2 separate regions of the Mus musculus genome follow, and region 2 is linked to region 1. Evidence: chromatin contacts called from public HiChIP or PLAC-seq data. All regions are on one chromosome and are shown on one strand. Each heading gives the region's core, a stretch centred on a gene start, on an enhancer-like site or on the middle of the called end of the contact. The rest is flanking DNA. Distances are from core to core; before and after follow the strand shown.

Region 1 (2,700 bases), core at 199-2,698:
AACATGCTAGATTCCCCATTGCCAAACACTGAGATCAAAGGATGTGTACGTGTAAGCCAAAGGTAATTTATTACCCCAGGTAGAAAGGATGTCAGGTGGGATGCCAGGCAGGTATGCACACTGGACATGCCATAAGCCACGTGCAAGGTCCTGTGGGCTGTGGTATCTCCACAGAAATGCTGCCCGCAGACCAGGCTCATGTTTCTTCAGTAGACAGCAAGATTTCCCAGGGAGGGAAAAGACCACACAGAAAACAGCCCACCGCCACCCAGGCTTCTTGACTGTCTGAGTCCCAGACTCAGAATGGACAGCATTATGCACTCAGTGAAGCATTCTCCTGTCTCAGGTCTCATCGGCCAAGATGACCAAGAGGTCATGGGTGACTTCTGCCTGCGGCCTGTCTCATCCCTACACCATGGCTGTCAAGATTGGGCTTCCTCTTGCCCTGGGGACGTGGGGACCACACTCTGCTTTTCTTCTTGGTACCAGGCCTTCGAAATGTTTTCTTGCTGCTTCGGGAAGAAGCTGGCTTCTTGAGGGAGCCCTTCTGAGATGCAACCCTGTCTGAGCTAGAAGTGAAGGTTGCGTTGGATGCTTTTCGGGCTGCTTTCTGCGATTCCTCCTTCAGCAAGTCCAAGACTGTGGCTGGAAGGTAAGCATTGATTCAGTGAGAAAGGGACACCCCAGGAAGAAGCTGTAAAAGGAGCCCTAAGGAACCTCACAGGGCCTGGCAGAGTTCTCTGGGCTGGCCTCCAACTCTGGTTCAAGCAATCCTCCTACCTCTGCCTCCTGAGGAACTGGTACTGTGAGTGCCGCCACACCCAGCTTGCCATAAGGGAACTGTGGTATCAATTGTTTGTATTGACATTGTTTTAATACCCCTATCAGGCCTGGCAGTAAATGCCTTCCTTTGTGGATTGAGGTCACTCCAGAGATAAGTGGTTCTGGGATGTCTGCCTAAGATTGCATCTTGCCTCTTAAAAGTCTTCCATGACTCCCTGTTTTACCATGAAGAATTCCTCACCTCAGGCTCCCTCACAGTAACCTACATAGCCTCCAAACCAGAACCTCACAACTAACTTATTTCTCTATGTCCCCCTCCCATCTGACTCCAAATTTGCATAGGTCAGAGGTGTTGAGTATCTGTTGCTGTATCTCCAGGCTTAGCACAGAACCTCCCACAAAGTAAATACTGAATAATTATCACCAAATGAATGAATACATAAACAATTGCATGCATGCATGGACGGATGACTAGAGGACAGCAGATCACAGTAGAAGCAGGCATCCCACTAATTCCGGTCTGCAGAAGAGATGCATACACTGAGCTACAAGTTAATAGTCCTCATAACCCTTTAGAGAGGAATTATGACCCCTGGAGCTCAAGACAGCTCAGCCATTGAGAACACTATCTGCTCTTGCTGAAGGCCCAGGATCAGTTCCCAGCACCACCCAGTGGCTCACAACCAACAGGAACCCGGGTTACAGGGCATCTGAAGCCTCATTCTGGGCTCTGTAGGCTCCTGCACACACACACACACACACACACACACACACACACACACACACAGGCAGTGCACATATACAAATGCAGGCAAAGCATGCAGACACAATAAATATTACAAGAAGAAAACAGGAAAGTCTGACCCTCCACCCAGGGGATTACCACGTGTTTGCTAAGGATGTGGCTGTACCCATGACTAAGCCAAACCTCAGGAAGGGACTCACCGGCGAGTGGCCGGAACCGGACCTTCTTACTCTTGGTTTTCACGGGCACTGGCTTGTATTTGCACTTGCCTGGTGGGGCTCGCCTATAAACACGGGCAGAGAGGGCAGTGTCACAAGTTGGTGAAATCACAATCACACATCGAGGTCTCCTCAGGGTGTACATTTACAAGAGCTGGGCTTGGCCCTTTCTTGTCCAGGGGCTGGGTAGTTATGGTAGGAGTGTGCGCTGAGCTCAGATGGAGAGGAGGAAGGGTCCCCAGTGCCTTCAGGAGGCAGTGGAGAATGGAGGTCAGCATGGGGTCTGGTGACAGGCACAACTGGGTCCATATCAGAGTAGCCCAGGACATCTTACAAAGCCTCAATTTATGCATCTATGAAATGAAAAAAAAAATGGTTTTCAATGGCTCACAGGGAAATAGTGAAGGTTAACTGAGAGCTGTGTCTCTGCCACACCATAAGTGACTGGTGAAGAATGGAGTTTAAAAAAATAACATTTGGACAAGGTCCAACAGATAGTAAGTGCTGAACAGATAATGGGGATGGTGATGGTGGTGATAGTGGTGATGATGGTGATGATGGTGTTGATGGTGACGATGGTGGTGATGGTGGTGATGGTGATGATGGTAGTGATGATGGTGTTGATGGTGACGGTGATGGTGGTGATGATGGTGGTAATGTTGGTGGTGATAATGGTGATGTGATGATGGTGGTGGTGATGGTGGTAATGTTGGTGGTGATAATGGTGATGTGATGATGGTGGTGATGATAGTGACAGTGATGGTGATGGTGGTGATGGTAGTAATAATTGTTGCAATGGTAATAATGAATCACTTTGGGCTGGTGAGATGGCTCAGTGGGTAAGAGCACCCAATTGCTCTTCTGAAGGTCTGGAGTTCAAATTCCAGCAACCACATGGTGGCTCACAACCATCCGTAACAAGATCTGACTCCCTCTTCTGGTGTGTCTGAAGAT
Region 2 (2,700 bases), core at 71-2,570, 370 kb before region 1:
TTCCTAAAATCATTAGACTCAAATCAGGAAGTAATCAATTCATCTAAGGAGCATTAATTCATGAAAGTTCATCTTCATGCTGATCTGCAGGGTCGAATTTGCTCAATAGGGTGGGCTGATGCCCAGGAAGAAAGTTTTATCAGAAGTAAAAAGCCATCCTGGGACGTTTCTGGGGCTGGGCCTCTCCAGACTGTACCCGTCATATCCATGTAAAATGGTGGGCTGTCTCCAGGAAACTCACTTGCTTCCCACATGGCCTTTCCTAGGTGGCTTCTGTCAATACACAAATAGACATACTACATAAACTATGTACATATACCCACCTCAAATACAAATATACATACACATATACATACCAGGCAAACTTGACGTATACACACCTCAAAAACACATACTAAACACTATGCACATATACCACACAGTCATCCAGAAAGCATTTCTTAGAGGAATGGGGAAAGGGACCCCCCATGGAACATCTTTTGTTCAGCCCATTACCTTCATGATGATTGATCCCAAAGGCTCACCTCTGCCTCATCATTAACTAGCTCCTTGAGCATGGGGAAAACTCACTGTCTCCTTTGGTTCTCATTTCTGTAACTGTTAGGAAACCACATGAATTAATGGCTTTTGCCCAATCTATCAGCTCACAATTCTTTAACAGGTATAAATCTGGACCGATGAGATCCAAGCTATGGACCATTTTGACCATTGCTTCCCAAACTGTGCTGACCTGAGGCTGCTCGGATGCCATAACTAAATCTGACCGCAAGTTCAATTTAATGTTTACAAGGCACACAAAGCTAGAAAGCAGCTTTTCATTCGTTTGTGTGGTGGTGTGAACACGTTGGTCTGGTGATTTCTGAATAATAGTTTTAGGGGAAGACTTATTGAGAAAGAACAAAAGTGTAGGTACTCCTTGCTGCCACTGGGCAAAGGGACACAAAATAAAAAGAGTAGAGACAAAGAAAAAGATACTGAAAAGTCCATTGGGTAGACCTTACTTGACAGAATCAACAAAACCCTGATAGAGTTTGGCCTGAGTCTTAAGTAACTCCAGATATATACCAAATGCCAGGTAATGTTGAGAAAGACATTTCTCCAGCCTGTAATTTGATATCAGTCTAAAAATGATGGAGTTAGATTTGACCACTTGCAAACACCTCACCATTGCTAAAATCACCGCTTTTCTGACAGAAAGTTATGTAGGCTGTTCAGTCTACTATCAACTGTGCATTCACAATTCTCAAACAGTAACCTCAGCCCCAGGGAGTGCTACTAAGCATTTGTGTACATAGGAAAGTAAGAATTCTTTTTATGTTTACTCAGGCTACAACATAAATGTAGATGGCTCTTGCCTGCCCCTGCAGAAGGCACTGTGTGATCAGATGCCCTGTACATGTTCAAGGTCACAGAAATCATTGTTGCCATTGCTTTGGGCTAAGGCTGCTTAGAGAATCAGGGTTAGTTTAGTCTATCAGACGCTGCCCTGCTGGTATTAACAACACATCCAGTGTTCTTCATATACTTGTGCCCATATGGAACTAGCTTATCTCAGATCTTGTCTGCATCTGAAGCAAGACATTTGTGAGCCAACAGACAAGCAGTCGGTGATCTTATCCCAGACCCAGACTTGCAGGTTGAGTTTAAATAAACAGGCAAACAAGCTAGGGAAAATATCCCTGAACACACAAGAGGAAAGCCATGTAGCTCATCAGCAAAAGTAAGCTTGCAACATCAGCCTCATTAGCACGGCCCAAAAAACAGGAGACGTCAAGTTACTGGATGGCAAGGATGTGATAAGAAACTTGATAATGCCCATCTGCTGCTGGGGTCAGGTCTGCCTCAAGCAGGAACCTGGCAATGCGCACATGCACGGAGGGCTTCGTGTGTGATGAGTGCTCATGTGTGTTTAAAGGAGCTGTGGGTGGGACAGTTAATATAGGGCTTTTCCATCCAGGAAATCTATATCCATTCCAAAGCCTGGACTTATTAAAATCTTGAAGTCTCTCACATCTGTTACAAGGCATGTATCATAGTTTAGGCACACTACTGGGTGCCGAGAGCTGGGTCTGAGGTTACAGGCTCTCTCATTGCCAACCCAGAGATCGTTATTATTGGCAGCCTTCGGGGCTTAAGAAGCATGATTCTAAGAAGAGCCCTCATGCTGGAAGGCTGTGAGCTGGCCAGCTGTGGTGGTCCCAACAGTGGATACCCCAAACCTCTCGGCTCAGTGTAACCAGAGCTCCTGTGAAAGAAGCTGCCCCCTGAGGTTTTTCAACAGCTTTAAAATTCCCCTAATAACTCATTCATAGTTCCTATTCCCTGGACCACCACCATGTCGATGGAAACTGAGTTGGGTCCAAACAGGATGAACTAAGCTTCTGTCCAAGCAAAAAACGTTATCCCAGGGCTGAAGGGCTTTAAATGGACCACGGATAATGTTTTATTGCCCCAGCACCAGGGTGAACTCAGCCCCCCACACTTAGCCTCACCTTTCACAATGTTATTTTTAGAATTCTCATTACACCCAGCTTAAACTCTAAAAATATGGTTCCCAGGAATAGCAGAACCTAGTTTTAATTGTGCAAAGAGAAACAAGTGCCTGTAGTCTCTGATTACATATGATGTTTCATGGGGCTGACATCACTGTGAGGGACATGCTCTCCGGCTGTTGGACTCAATTCATTTCATTTTGCTTTT

Evidence for each region. HiChIP or PLAC-seq counts read pairs in DNA pulled down with a chosen protein or histone mark.
Region 2: a contact with region 1 is called in an HNF4G HiChIP or PLAC-seq map of pancreatic cancer cells. The contact joins two enhancer-like sites. A contact is called at or near these places in 1 of 484 Hi-C or Micro-C datasets (nephron progenitors) and 1 of 115 datasets of contacts at active chromatin or transcription factors (pancreatic cancer cells).

The regions. Positions count from the first base shown.
Region 1 is chr1:183,434,154-183,436,853 of GRCm38.p6, reverse strand. It overlaps Hhipl2 (hedgehog interacting protein-like 2), which reads right to left. Exons shown (of 9, transcript NM_030175.5): 8 at 1,729-1,811; 9 at 1-645. The coding sequence ends at 374. Among named protein-coding and RNA genes, the nearest start is that of Hhipl2, 17 kb to the right of the region's middle. Within about 2 kb of position 1,448, at least 14 of the 459 cell types and tissues checked have an H3K27ac peak or open chromatin away from gene starts, as enhancers often do. A contact at or near this core is called in pancreatic cancer cells, where this site is marked.
Region 2 is chr1:183,806,986-183,809,685 of GRCm38.p6, reverse strand. It overlaps Gm34068 (predicted gene, 34068), which reads right to left. Exons shown (of 3, transcript NR_151520.1): 3 at 1-273. Among named protein-coding and RNA genes, the nearest start is that of Gm34068, 59 kb to the right of the region's middle. Within about 2 kb of position 1,320, at least 6 of the 459 cell types and tissues checked have an H3K27ac peak or open chromatin away from gene starts, as enhancers often do. A contact at or near this core is called in pancreatic cancer cells, where this site is marked.